3 separate regions of the Sus scrofa genome follow, and regions 2 and 3 are each linked to region 1. Evidence: chromatin contacts called from public Hi-C and promoter capture Hi-C data. All regions are on one chromosome and are shown on one strand. Each heading gives the region's core, a stretch centred on a gene start, on an enhancer-like site or on the middle of the called end of the contact. The rest is flanking DNA. Distances are from core to core; before and after follow the strand shown. Region 1 holds the start of DHX9 (ATP-dependent RNA helicase A). Region 2 holds the start of RGL1 (ral guanine nucleotide dissociation stimulator-like 1). Region 3 holds the start of SMG7 (protein SMG7).

Region 1 (4,587 bases), core at 1,402-3,901:
TAAGGATCCCGAGTTGCCATGAGCTGTGGTATAGTTTGCAGATGCAGCTGGGATCCTCTCTTGCTGGGGCTGTGGGTGTGGTGTAGGCCAGGACCTGCAGCTCCAGTTTGACCCCTAGCCTGGAAACTTCCGTATGCTGCAGGTGTGGCCCTGAAAAGACCAAAAAAAAAAAAAAAAAAAATTAGATATATGCCTTAAGATAACTTTTTTTCCCTTTTTCCTTTTCACTATCCCTGGGCCCTTAAAGTCTATATATATCCACTATCCAATTCATTTCTTATAACTGCTGCATGGGATTCATTGGTTAACATCCATTACCTTTTATCTATCAAAGGAGTTCTCAAGCTGCCTCCAACTCCAGGCCAACACAAATAATATAATAAACATATCTTACTCAAGAATTTCTTGAGATACATATACCAACTAAAAGAAAAAAATACACTGTGAGGGTTGTGAGGTATGTTTTATTCAGGGTCTTACTGGGGATTGCAGCCTGGGAGACAGCCTCTCAGCTCTGAGAAACTGCTCCAAAGATGTAGGGAAGGAGCCAGTATATTTATGATTTTTTGGGGGCTAGGTAAATACCTGCAGTCGGACATCAAAAAATTATTGCTAATAGAGTTCCCACTCTGGTTCAGTGAGTTAAGAACCTGATATGGTGTCTGTGAGAATGTGGGTTTATTCCCTGGCCTGACTAGATGGGTTAAGGATCCACTGTTGCCCTGTCTGTGGCATAGGCCTGCAGCTGCAGCTCGGATTCACTCCCTAGCCTGGGAACTTCCATTTGCCACAGGTGGGGCTGTGAAAAAAAAAAAATCACTGATTATCTCAAAGAATAGACTGCTCAAGTTAAGGATTTTAATACTTTTCTCTATATGGGAAGATGCAAGAATCTGGGGTCACTGAGATTCTTCCTTAGATAGACATCTTAACTACCTAGAGGCCTGCATATCCAAAGTACAGAATAGAGTACTTGCTGTTTTTCCATCCTGAATTCCCCCTCGGGACACTTTGTCAGTGGGCCATGGGTGACTGCAGTGGCTAATGACTTTGTAGAACTGGAATGGTGGGCAATATTTTTTGTTTAAAAAATACATACATATGTATGTATGTGTGTATATACAGATACATCAAGAAACAGACTTGTTTGATTTTATCCACCCTATTTGACTAAATAGTACCTTACTTCTTTTCAGAATGGTTGTACTGCTGAGCCACAGCAGGAACTTCCCAACTTATTTTTTGTTTGTTTGTTTTTTGGCTGTGCCCCTGGCATGTGGAAGTTCCGAGGCCAGGGATTAACCCACACCACAGCAGCAGTGCTGGATCCTTAACCTGCTGAACCACCAGGGAACTCATGGAGAATGTTTTGATGCTTCATCTGCAAATGTTAAGGGAGATCTTAGAAGGTACTAGTTGCCAAGGACAACCTACAAAGGTAAATGCCATTGCTGGCATCCAATCCCCTGGCAACTCAAGGTCCCAGATGCAAGGCCTAAATTAATAAACAACTCAGTAATAAAATTCTCTGTAATCTTTGGGAGCCAAAGATCGACCTCAGAAAATATTCTTTATACTTAATTTGTTGATGTTTTTGGTGTGTACATTATCTACTACAAAACATTTGCAATCCATTTATGTTAGTTGGGTTTCCCTTATCATGAAAACTTCCTGATTTAAGCATCCTGAGAGAGATAAGGAAACAAAGGATTAAGGTATTTCCCTGATGATTTTATTCCTAGTTGAAGAGAGCAAACATGGAGAAAATAAGTTAATGAGTAAATACGTTCCTCTGTTTAACTTAAATGTTTTAATCTGTGTTACTCTGGTTGTAGAAGAAACAGAGTTTTAAAGGGATTAATCACAGTGAGCTAGAAGAGTTAGGGGAAAAAAAGGGAAGAGGTGAAAAATAAGGATGTTAGGTACGATGGGGCCTGATACTTTACTGGTCTGGCTTCTCTGGAACAACCCCAGCTTGAAATATTTTGTATTGTTGCCTCCGTGAGAAGCACTGGAGTTCAAAAATTTAGCAGTGACTACTATAATAGTTAAGGATATAAATTACTCCGAAGACTATGAATACAAAAGGTTATCCAATTTGAGCAAAAAGAACTTTACAGTTTCTATTTATTAAACTAGTTATTACTGAGCACTTGATGTGCCAAGTACTTCATTTAGCGGCCTGAGCTGGCCAGGCAGGGTTCCCGCCTTCACCGAGCTTACTTCTATTTAGGGGATGTTAACCTTCGAGGAGCCGAATCACTACAATACCTACTGAACAACTATTGTGTGCTGGGTACTGCCCTAAGCCGCCTTCGCAAGCCATCTCATTTATTTTATTCTATTTTTTAAGCCATCTCATTTAATCACCAACAACCCTATAAAGCTACCACCTAGGATTTCCAGTTGTGTCTTTGTGGGGCACCTCATCTACCACAGGTCCCTATGACAGAAGGTGCAAAACATTCTCCAAAAACATGCGGCAGGCCCCTCCTGAGGAGGCCTCGCGCCAAAGGAGGAAGCTCCGCCCCGGCGCCGCTCTAGGGCGCGGCGGATCTCCCAGGCGACTGGACGCTGCCCGTCGCGTGGTTGCGGCAGCTCCGCCCCTCTTCCGGGCGCCCTTGGCCCCACGCTCCCCTTCTGCGCATGCGTAGCACACTGACTCCGCCTCCACAGCGTAGCGGTCGGAGCCATTTCGCCGCCGCCTCGGTGCGAGTGGTGGTGCGCTCGTCTGGTCTCCGTCGCTAAGGCCCGAGCCAGGGACGTTCCTGAGAGAGCTGTGCTCTCGGGCACAAAGAATCGGACTCCGGTAAGGGGAAGACGTCTTTGTTACCGGTTGGGACGGCGTAGGCCCCGGGGTTCTGCAGCGGGTCTTTGTTGCCTGGAGCTGGCGGCGGTGGCGGGTGGGGGAGGGGAGAGCCGCCTCGCTGGGTTCCCGGATTGCGGGTTGCGTGCTGCTTGCGACGCCGCTCCGCGCTTGCGCTGCCTGAGGCCGCCATTTGGCCCCCAGTTATTCGCGGAGGCAGGCCTAGTTTCGTCTCCGGAGCGGCCAAACCCCACTTCCTCTTCCAGCCTGCGCTTGGCGGTGGCGCTGTCGCCGTAGAGTGAAAGGGACTGAATCGGCCCGGGGTGGGGGGAGCTAAGCCCGCCAAACCGCCGCCCACGCTTAGGGCCCTTCGTTCGTCCACGCAGGCCTGCGTGCCGAAAATAGCGGGTGGTACCCTGCGGCCTCTGCGGATAGAGCAGAAAACAGGCTAGGCACAGTCCTTGCTCTTTTCTCTCAGAGGTTGGGGTCGTGGTGGGGGTGGGGAGCCGTGTGGAAACAAGTGCTGGTTTCGGTAAAAAAGCTCTTGGAGGATTTAGTGTAAAGGAAGGGCGCCATTTCCGGAAGGGTGGCGCGAGGGAAGGCTTTTCGGAGGAGGCAGACATTTGAGCCGACGTCTCGCCCAAAGGGTGGAGATTATCGACTACTAAGATGTGGAAGAAAAGCAGAACTCCCCAGGCGGAGGGGGATTAGTTAGTGTTTACTGGCAGGGATTAGAAAGAAACTGAAAGAAGGCCACGTGACTGGAATGTGGTGAGAAGAATTTAAAAGAAGATTGGATTTTAGCGTGGTTACAAAGGAAATGGGAATTATTTAGGACCTTGTTGCTGAACTCCAGCTGTTGCAGTAGTGGGAGAGGGGAGGGAAGCGAACAGATTGGAATCATGTTTGGAGGCGAAAGTGAGCCTTAGGTCAAGAGTAGATCAGGACTACCTGGGTTGGAATTTTGGGTCCCCCAATTAGAAGCTCTGTCTGTTGAGGCAAATTATTCTTTCTCTCAGTTTACTTACCTGTAATAATGCTTAGCTATACAGTGTCGTGTATGGGTTAAGTGAAGTAGTTGCTGCAATGCTCCTTAACGGATACTGATTGGTACATAATAAAGACTGCAACGGATGGTTATGGAGGATGTTGAGGGACTGGATAAGTCCCAAATGGGTGATAGGAGTAATTTGGTGGATGGTTGTGCCGCCTAAGGAGGTGGGAACACTGGGATTAGAGGGAAGAGGAACAGGTTTAGGGAGGAAATTTAAAATTGTGTTTTAACTGTGATGCCATGTTAGCATTCAGGTGGATACATAAGTGCTGCAGATGGATGAACTTGATTTTGGAGCTTTTAAAGAGAAAAGACTAAACTTTCAATGTATATTTGGATAGCATTAGTCTATAGTTAATATTTAATATGATGGCGTTAGATAAGACTAGGGAGGAAGGAATTTGATAGTATAGTCCTTATTTCATGTTTTCCATTCACCCTGAGGGCTTGTTTTTAAAATTAATTATTCATGGTTGGAATTTGTAGGTAGACATCTTCAGTTTTCCACAACTTTTCATGAATCGGTTATCCCCAGGGTTAACCTGTGACTACAGAAGAGCCTTTTTGTACTAGGGTTCAGTTTGATGAAACTAGATGTAGGTGCTAACAAAATGCACTAAACATTAACGGAAGACAGAGGCTTAATGGGGTTTCTTCCCACATCACAGCAAACAATTCTTAGCATATTTTCTCCAGTTCTGAATTTGGTCTCAGATCCCTCTGCGTG
Region 2 (4,587 bases), core at 1,535-4,034, 710 kb after region 1:
GATAAAATACTGAGGAAGAAAAAGGGAGAACAACACATTTTTTAAAATCAAACAAAAACTGTTTCATCCTTGGCGCTAATTATTAATTGAACACCTGGATAATCTTCCATTTGCCAGGAAGACACATGTGCAAACCATTATGTAGTGATCATTTTTAAAATTCTAAAATATATACCAGAATTATTTGGCCCCCAAATGAAACATCCTATCCTCAGCCAAAATATGTCCTTTTATGTGACTCTAACTGGAAAAATAAAGACCAAACTTTAACTAGAATTATATTCTATATAATGAAATGCTAACAGAACGTGCTGGCAGATCACTCTAGCAATCTGAATGATATACATTAGCAATCTCCCAATACTGATGACAAGAGGCATCATAAGAAGATATAGCAATTCAATGACCCTTAGGTGTCAGCTTAATTTTTCTCTTTTGGATGTTTGCTCTCACAGTTCATAAAGGTCATTCAAACTACCTTAGGCCACACCTATTACATTTAGTCTCACTTGAAAGCACCAGTGAGTTAGCAAGTATGAGAAACAGAAGGCCAATCAGACTGTCAGAATGTACAGTTATTTCCCTAAAAGGAAAACCACAGAGTTCTCTTGTTCCTCCATCTGTGGTGCCTGATAGGGCTTGTCTCTTCTTGTAACAAGAGTAGAAGAGACAGTAAGACAGCATCTTTACATTTTAAGATGAACTGATTTAAAAAGCAGATCCACTCTGTGGATACAGCAGTACCATTTAAGAGTCATCATCGTTATCTAAAATGTTAGTCTCATGAAACATCATTTTTTCATCACAAAGAATGTTTTTAGACAGACATCATTTATATTCTGAAGGAAAAGGTCTGACCAAAAAAACTATGGTTGTTGGTAGACTGTTATTTTCAAGGCTTAATGGACTTCTAGAGAAGCACGCCTTCTGCAGACTGGTTCACTTATAAGACCCCAAACACTGAAGTATTTAAATAATGCAAAACAGCAACAGCTGATTGTGAAAGTCAGAGAAATCAAAGAAACATCTGTATGTTGACAAATGTTTAATGCTGTACTTTAGGTGCCTCTAAGACCAGCTGTGGTTGTGACCAAATATTTTCGCTCATATATTTCCACGTTGAATTTAATAGGACACTGAGGCGGAAAGAGTCTAAAAAGCCTTCCTTACCTTATGAATACACCCAAGGATAATGAGAAATGAGTGGGTCAGTAATTGAGAATCTTTGAAACTACAGCTTTGGTTATTGTAACATTTACATTTTCCTAAAAAAGATCTGATGCCAATACTCCCTCAAAGTCATGAATATTCAAATATGCAAAACCAAAACCCAGGAACTGACAGACACATTTTAACTAAAAGGGAAACGATTCCAGGATTACAAAATGCTTCTGTTTTGCGCAAATGATTCATTTTCTTCTATTTTATTCATTGGGGTTTATTTTAAATATTTCCAGGGATTCTCCACATGCATTCCCCGTCTTCTTTCTACTGTCCTTTGCTTAACAGGTAAAAAGCTCCCAGATTCTTTCTGGGGAGCTGCGGTGGTTTTGCACTCACTCCCTTTTCCCCAGGTAAAAAATTCTGTGCAATCTATATTTTGCCAAATCCCTGTCTCCTAAAAAAGAGCCCCCGGACTGGAAGGACGGAGGGGGCCTCAACCCTGCAAACCGCCCCATCTCTGCTGGCAGGAAAGAATCTATCCTAATGCTGCCAAAACAAAACCACTACCACGATGAAAACAAAATCACTGAAGAAAGACGCCTGTTCTCTCAATCAGACTCGGGAGCTAATGAGACCCGGGTAAATACCGTTCTGGGAGGACAACTTAAGCGCCGCGCAGCAGTCCGACTGACCAGCTGCACCGCCGCGAGGGCGCGGCCGGCCCCGCGGAATTCCCGGAGGCGAGAACTCCTGGCGCAACCTGAGGAATCCGGGGAGTGGACGGCGCGCCGGAAGGGCAGGTTCCCGAGGGCTGGACCCTGGGGTCTCGGGGCGAGTCGGTAGGAATGGGAGAGTCCCCTGCCCTCTGAGAACCCGTGACCCCCAAAGAGACCGGGTGGAGCCGTGGGCACTGGGAGCAGCTCCGCGCCCGGCTCCCGGCCGGGGCCCGCCCCCCTCACCCCCTGCCCGCAGCGGGTCCCGGAAGAAGGGCCAGGTGGGGTGGGGGGGCGGCGAACAGAAGGATATTGCCGCAGGCAGGAGTCCACCTCGCCCTCGTCGGGCCCGGCCTGCCCGTCGCCCCCGTCTTCCTCGTCCACGAACTTGTTCTCGTCGTACTCATCCACGTCTACCTTCCGGAACCGGGCCGACGACACCGTGTTCTTCGACATCCTCGATCCGGACCGGCGGCCAAGGCCTCCCCTCGGTGCTGCCTCTACCTTAGCAAGCCCAACCCGGCTGGCACCCGCAGACTGCCGCCTTCACTTCCCTCTTCCGCTCAGAGGCGTCGGCCGGCAGCCCCGGCCCGGGTGGTTCTGGGCCTGCGCGCTGGCGGCGCCTCTTCCTTCTCAGGAACGCGCTCTCCTCCAACCCTCCTCCACCACCCCCACGGCCCCCTCCCAGCCCGGGAGCGCAGGAGGGAGGGAGCGCGCTGGACGCAGTGCGCAGGTGCGGACTCGCTGCAGGAAAGGGGCGGGGCTGGGTGAAGGAGGCGGGGGCGGGAGGGGGCGGGGCAGGGGAGGGCAGAAAGCGGCGCCGCGGGCAGAGGTAAGAGGCGATTGGGCGTCCACGTGCGTCACGTGATCCCTGGGGGGTTTCCATAGAAACGCTTCTCTGCGGTCCAGCCTAGGGGGTCTTAGGTTGGCGGCGATGGGCTCGGAGGGCGGGTGGCCTTGGCTTGTGCTGCCACTGCCGCCGCCAACGACCTGCCATCGGTGTCCTGCGTAAGGTCCGGCTGGCACGGACTTGCCTGTGAGGTGGGATGGACTGGTTGCCGGACCAAGTCCCCTGCAGTTGACAGGAGTATGAGGCGGAGTGATGCACGCCCAGTCGCCCAGCATCGTTCTAGTTGTCAGAGACGTCGCTTCAGACCGTACGCCGACTGTGGCTTCGTTCCAGAGCCGGGAGCCTCTTTTTCGCGATTGGAACTACGCTGTGCGGCCAGCGGGGAGTCCCCAAGGACAGAGTCGAAAGGTCATATCTTATCTGTCAGTGCTGTGTAACAGCATCTCGACTGCACCTGCAGAATCCGAACTAGGTATCATAACCTTTGGGAAGGAGGGGGAGGTGTCTGGGCAGGGGCTGGGGTCTCGTGACAAGACTGGGATAAACCTGTGGAATTTGGGGTAGGGTCAGTCATTGACATCTTAAAATAACTGGTTGTTTGGAGCAAGAATGTTAGAAAAGAGTAGGGGCGAGTTACACTCTTTTGACGCCGAGGGAAAACAAAATGTGTAAGGATTAGTGGAAACCAAGCCTTTAAAATTTATCTTTGCCGTTTAAGATTTATATGATCCCGCTAGGCCAGCTTTTTATTATATTTGACATCCCCATTTCTGAGAGCAAAGCTCTTATTGAGCAGGTAAAAGCACTAAAACTGAGGGAATGGTTGTTGGGCTATGTGTATAGCACTGAAGTAGAAGTATTTGCAGAATAAAATTATTTTGGACATTTGTCAGGTCTAGTTTAATTCCACCTCTAGCAGAGGGCTGGCTGTTGCCCTGTTAAACCTCAATAGTTCGTTTCCTGTGCTGTAATTGAAAAGAGTACTGGGCTTAGAATCAGAGAACCCTGGCTTGAGTCCTGACTCTTCCTTGCACTCATAATCTATTGATTGATGCATACCACTTAAAATTCTGAATCTCAGGTTCCTCATTGCTAAAGTGGGGCTAGTAATGTGTACTTAATAAGATTGTTCTGATGATTAGATGCAAGAATTTTTTTGAACCTCTAAAATTCTGCATAAATATAAGATGCATGTTAGCTGTACCATGGATTTGGTCAATCGTCTTATAAATTACTTAAAAATAATTGTTTTATGTTGCCCCTGAGAGAGATGGAAAGATTCTAGAAGGCAGAGACTGTCATATTTCTTTTGTATCTTCCTTTACACCTGACATAAATCTAAGCATGCAGAAAGTACTCAATATATTCAGGTACTCAGTTATTCATTGATGAATGAAGAAAATGTGAAAGGCTGTACAGTTTGAGGGTTACACTGAGAATAATGAATCAGAAAGAAGGGAAAGAGATCTCAAAGTCAAACCTTTGTTGGATATCTATGCATACATATGTGTGTATATATCTGTATCTATATCAATATGTATATATATGTAGGCATAGATAGAGAGCTAGCTACTCAGGAATGGAGTATATCCTTTTTTCTCATGAGGAAGAAGCAATATGGCATTTTTCTTTTCCCAATTAAAATATTCTTCTATAAAATTATCATTTAAGTGAAAGAAGTGACATTTATTTAAATTAACTCTCAAGTTATGAACAAACACACTATTAAAAACTCACCTGAGGGATGTCTTAAGACAGCAAAGGAAAATTTTCTACTTATCGGTAATATTTATTTTAAAAAGTCTTACATCAAGGTATCAGATCATTACTATGGCAAATGGCATTATATAACTTAGAATA
Region 3 (4,587 bases), core at 1,248-3,747, 550 kb after region 1:
TAGGTAACTTTTCCACTTTGGTCAAGTAAGAAACTCAAGTTCAGAGACTGAGATGACAGAGTTGGGATGCACACTCAGGTCTGCTAGCTTGTAATCGTTCCATAAAATCATTTAGGCATAAATTGAAAAACTTAAGATCAGATAGGATTAAACGAAATGAAACAGCTTCTCATATATAATTTCTTTTGGTGGAGGTGTAATCTATATCTGCAGGGGAAAAAAATGAACAATACTGTAGACAGATGCTTACATTCTACAAATCTATTGATGGGGGCCAGTAGAAAGACCTGAGATTGTAAAATATGAATTAAGCAGTATGCAAATTTGGGTCATAATTTTTCTGTGTCCTATTGATTTTTAAAAGTTATTTTCAAGATGGGCATCACTGTTTTATAATCTATAAAATGCAGATGTTACTATTCTATCTAGTTTGCAGGGACACTAAAGGTATTGAAGAATCTTATAAGATTCTTAGGAAAACTGCTATATAATACAGAGATTTATTTCTATGTTTCACCTTCATCTGCATACCTAAAGCACTCTATTCTTACCTTAATTGCCACACCCTTCATACTGGATCCTAATCAATTCTTTATTCTCTGGCATCTCTGCCAAAAGGTGCATTCCTCCAAGACAGGGACCATGTCTCCTCCATGGTGGTATGTGTAGTAACCTGGACAGTGACTGAAACACAATGAGTGCTCAGTAAATGTCTATTGAATAACACTAAACAATAAAAGGATTCATTTTTCTGATCCCAGTTTCTTTATTTCCAAAATGAAAAGACAGTAATATTTTCCTATATTGCTTGTCAGTAATCTCATGATTTGTGCTCATATACTGTTGACAGGAGATAAAAGCCTGATATAAAGGATGTTATGACTGCCAAGGGGGTGATTATTTTACATAACATAAAATTTTTATTCTGGCTAAGATCTTTTTAAAAATATAACCAGTACAGAAGTTTCTGTTGTGGCTCAGCATTAATGAACCCGACTAGTATCCATGAGGACTTGGGTTTGATCCCTGGCCTCACTCAAGTGGGTTAAGGATCCAGCGTTGCTGTGAGACGTGGTGTAGGTCACAGATGCAGCCTGGATCCCTCATTGCTGTGGTGTAGGCCGGCAGCTGCAGCTCTGATTCAACCCCTAGCCTGGGAACTTCCATGTGCCACAGGTGAGACCCTAAAAAAAAGAAAAAAAAAATCTAACCAATAAATTTCAGGAAGGAAATGCAGGGTATTTTAGGTAGTTTTAGATAGCATTAATCTCCATCCTTGGGCTCACAGGTTTAAAGGAAAAGCTGGACCCTAACCAGAGATGAGAACAACCTTTCACTAGGTGGCTCTCTTTCCTCTGAGTGGGTGGCAGGGATAAGGAGGCATTGTACAGCTGCAATCAATGCGTGTCACACTGCATCACAGAAGGTGCTTGAAGCACTCCGGGCAGAGTTCAGTTTCTATTTCATTAATTATAATGTCCTTGGGATTTATTTCAAAGTATCTGGTATTTTCATTTCCTCCAAATTTACACATAGACAGACATCGGTCGGGCCTTTTAACAGGTGCAGTTTCAGGGAAGGATCAGGAAAGCGCCTTCTCACCTAGCACAAAAGACAGCAGAAATCAGGTACCTCAACCAAACCGAAACCAAAATGGCCCTTTAAAAATTCCGATTTCAACTATTCAATGAGAGCTGTATTCCTGGAGAGGTTTATATGATTACATAGCCTAAAGTACTTTGGGATAGCTATTTAAATGACTCCACAATACAAATCGAAAAAATGTCAAATAATCCTTTCAAACCATTAGATGACCACTTCTCCAGCTACATCTTGGACACTCTATTATCATTGATCCCATTCTTTAGTCTGCCTTTTGGAGACAAAACACACATAATAATCATTCAAAACCATTTGTTCAAAGAATGAAAATCCTTTTCCTAGAAGCCTGTCATTGGAACTTTGCACCAGTATCTAAGTTTTTCTTGATACTATTTTACCCAACGCCTCCTCTCCAACCCAAAAGATACAAAATGACAAAATCCTAAAATACCCTGAGAGAACCGGAAGTTTGTAGAGGAGAAAGGAACTTGGAGGTCGGCTTTTGATCATTAAGGGGGACCCCCACTGGGGAATCATCCTCTGAGAGAGAGGGCTGTCATCAGCGTCTCACCACATCCCCAGCTCTAAAGACCACTTGTTAGCCTTCCAGGATGTGTTTCCACTTTCACTCTGGCCTCCTTGCGGCAGGAGGTGGCTCGGGAAGGCCACGAGGGGAACTCTGAGAAGATTCGGTCACCGAGGCTGTGTGTGGGGTGGGGTTTGGGGGATTTCTGTAAGGGGTCGACCCGCCGGGGAAAGTCGGACGTCTCTGTCGGCAGAAGAGGGATCTCGGCAGTCGTGTGCCGTTCTCCTCCCTCAGGGACCCCGTCCAGGCGGGATCCCGCCTCCCAGAGCCCGAGGCAGTTGTGGGGAAACCCCTCGCCCGCCTAGCTGCCAAGCGCCACCGTTCCGCCCTACCAGCTCCAGCCCGCCGCCCACCAGCCTGCAGGCTCCGCATCGTCCTCGCAGGCCCGGCCCTCCGCACACCTCGCACGGAGAGGAAAACTATGGAGGTGGTTTCCGCCCGTAGGCGGGTGGAAAAGCCCATGGTGAATGCCTCGGGGTCTCCCCCATCGCTGCGGGAAAGGGAAAGGGAGGAGGAAATGAACTTCACTCCCCAAGAGAACTACCCGTATTCCCAACCTGAGGGGAAGCCTTTGGATGGAAGGGAAGCCAAGGGGGAACCCTGGGCACTTCTCCGGGAATCCACTCGCCAAGGGAGGGTCACTCGGTGCGCACAAATTGGTTACTATGACAATACAACTGCAGCCTTCAGTTGCCTTGGCAGCTGCTTATCCAATCCGATTGGTTTCTTTTCTTCCCTGGGGCTCCACCCTATCCCCTCCAACAGTCTCCCAGCGTGAAGGGGGAGGGGCCGCAGAAAAAAAGGAGGGGGGTCCTTTAGCGTCACTCTAGGGCTCGAGGGCAGATCAGAAACGAGGGACTGGCGGCCGGAACTGTACGAGGAAGGGGAGGCGTTTCCGGTACGGAAGAGTGGAGGGGTGGAAAAAGGAAGCTAGAAATTGGGTGGAGTGGAAAGACGGGGGAAGACTTTCAGTGTAACTCCCAGTTGATTTGGGCTCAATGTTCCCGGTGAGGGTGGGGTTGCCCCCTCGCGCGGGAGGAGAGGGGTGGATTGGCCGGAAGCCGCCGAGCGTCTCCAGCGGGCTACTCAGCAGCCGCGCAGGTGCAGCCGAGCTAACAGATCCCAAGAGGGAGCGCTACCGAAAGGCGGAAATCGCCAGGAGGGACCGGCGCCGCTGAAATCTCGCGAGAGAGACCCCCACACTTCCTTCCTCTACTTCTCCCTCCTCTTTCCCCCGCCCCCATCCCTCCTCCCTCCCCCTCCCCCTCCCGGGTCGGAGTGTCCCTGCGCCCCACGGGCCGGAGCAGCAGCGAGAGCAGCTTTCCCCGCTCCCTCCCCCTCGCCTCACTCACCCCCACCCCCCCGCCGAGCGAGGAGGAGCCGGAGGAGAGGAAGATGGCGGCGGCCGCCAGCACCCGCGGTGCCGCGGGGCCGCTCCGAGGAGCCTGAGAGACCCACAGAGGCTTCGCGGGAAGACGCGGGCGGCGGAGGATGAGCCTGCAGAGCGCGCAGTATCTCCGGTGAGTGCCGAGGACGGCCCGTACGTAGAGGGGAGCGGACCGAAGGTTCGGGCATGGAGCAACAGACACAGAGGTGGTATGTCCGGGGTGGCGGGGGAGTTGCTGTGTCCTCTCGTTCTCCGACGGAGAGGCGGGGGCTGCGAGAGGCTCTGCGGGAGGGGGCGGAGCGGGCACACACATGGGTGCCTAGCCCCCACGGGCCGGCCTGAGTTCCAGCGAAGCCGGCTCCTCTCGGTGCGGGGAGGGAGGTTAGGAAAGCGTGAGAACGTGTGTGTGCGCGCGCCCCGGGTCGCGGGCTCGCAGGCGAGGGGTGGGGAGAGGCGCTCCCAGAGGCGGCCGCGACCCCGAGTGAAGGTGGGTGTGGAGGAGTCTGATGCGGGTGGCGGAGAAACCTGGTGTGGTGTGGGATTGGCTAGAGCGATGCATGGGGAGAAGACGAGGTGGAAGTCTGCACACCTGGGGTGAGTAGGGGGCTGGGAAGGAAGGACTAGTGGAGCGAGAGACCGCAGGAAGCTGGAGTTTGTTCTTCATTCTGGGGTTGGAAATACGGAGGAATAATGTCATCTGTAGTTAGTTGGCGGGTGGGGGGTTGGAGGCGTAAAGAAGGGGAATGGATGAGGAAGTGAGGAAAGAGGGAGGTACTGTGGACGGGGTTGGGTTCCCCCAAAGAACCTGGGTTAGAATCAGTGCATTTGGAAGGTACCATTCTAAGTGTCGTGTGGCTTAAGAGTGGTGTTAAGCACTTGTATGTGGGGGGGTAGTGTGACACATGGGTATAGAGTGTGAGAGTATGTGTATCTGGGGAGGATTAAGGGGGGCGATTGATGCATATTGTAGGTGGAAGAAGATGCAGACACAGTGGAACCAAGTGCATGATGG

The links. Promoter capture Hi-C pulls out the DNA fragments that hold promoters and counts their contacts. Hi-C and Micro-C count contacts between places; a contact is called where the count stands out from the background.
Region 2: a Hi-C map of liver shows a contact between it and region 1, with 6 times the contacts expected there. The contact joins the promoter of RGL1 here to the promoter of DHX9 in region 1. A contact is called at or near these places in 1 of 47 Hi-C or Micro-C datasets (liver) and 2 of 2 datasets of contacts at active chromatin or transcription factors (alveolar macrophages and skeletal muscle).
Region 3: a promoter capture Hi-C map of fetal skeletal muscle shows a contact between it and region 1, with 4 times the contacts expected there. The contact joins the promoter of SMG7 here to the promoter of DHX9 in region 1. A contact is called at or near these places in 1 of 5 promoter capture datasets (fetal skeletal muscle), 1 of 47 Hi-C or Micro-C datasets (heart right ventricle) and 2 of 2 datasets of contacts at active chromatin or transcription factors (alveolar macrophages and skeletal muscle).

Annotation. Positions count from the first base shown.
Region 1 is chr9:124,139,278-124,143,864 of Sscrofa11.1, forward strand. DHX9 (ATP-dependent RNA helicase A) reads left to right here and starts at 2,652. Exons shown (of 28, transcript XM_021063778.1): 1 at 2,652-2,809.
Region 2 is chr9:124,845,574-124,850,160 of Sscrofa11.1, forward strand. It overlaps RGL1 (ral guanine nucleotide dissociation stimulator-like 1), which reads left to right and starts at 2,785. Exons shown (of 19, transcript XM_003357576.5): 1 at 2,785-3,199. ARPC5 (actin related protein 2/3 complex subunit 5) reads right to left here and starts at 2,333. Exons shown (of 4, transcript NM_001134357.1): 1 at 2,191-2,333. The coding sequence starts at 2,333.
Region 3 is chr9:124,693,935-124,698,521 of Sscrofa11.1, forward strand. SMG7 (protein SMG7) reads left to right here and starts at 2,498. Exons shown (of 22, transcript XM_021063792.1): 1 at 2,498-3,708. The coding sequence starts at 3,680. It overlaps NMNAT2 (nicotinamide/nicotinic acid mononucleotide adenylyltransferase 2), which reads right to left and starts at 3,977. Exons shown (of 14, transcript XM_021063806.1): 1 at 3,541-3,977; 2 at 552-684.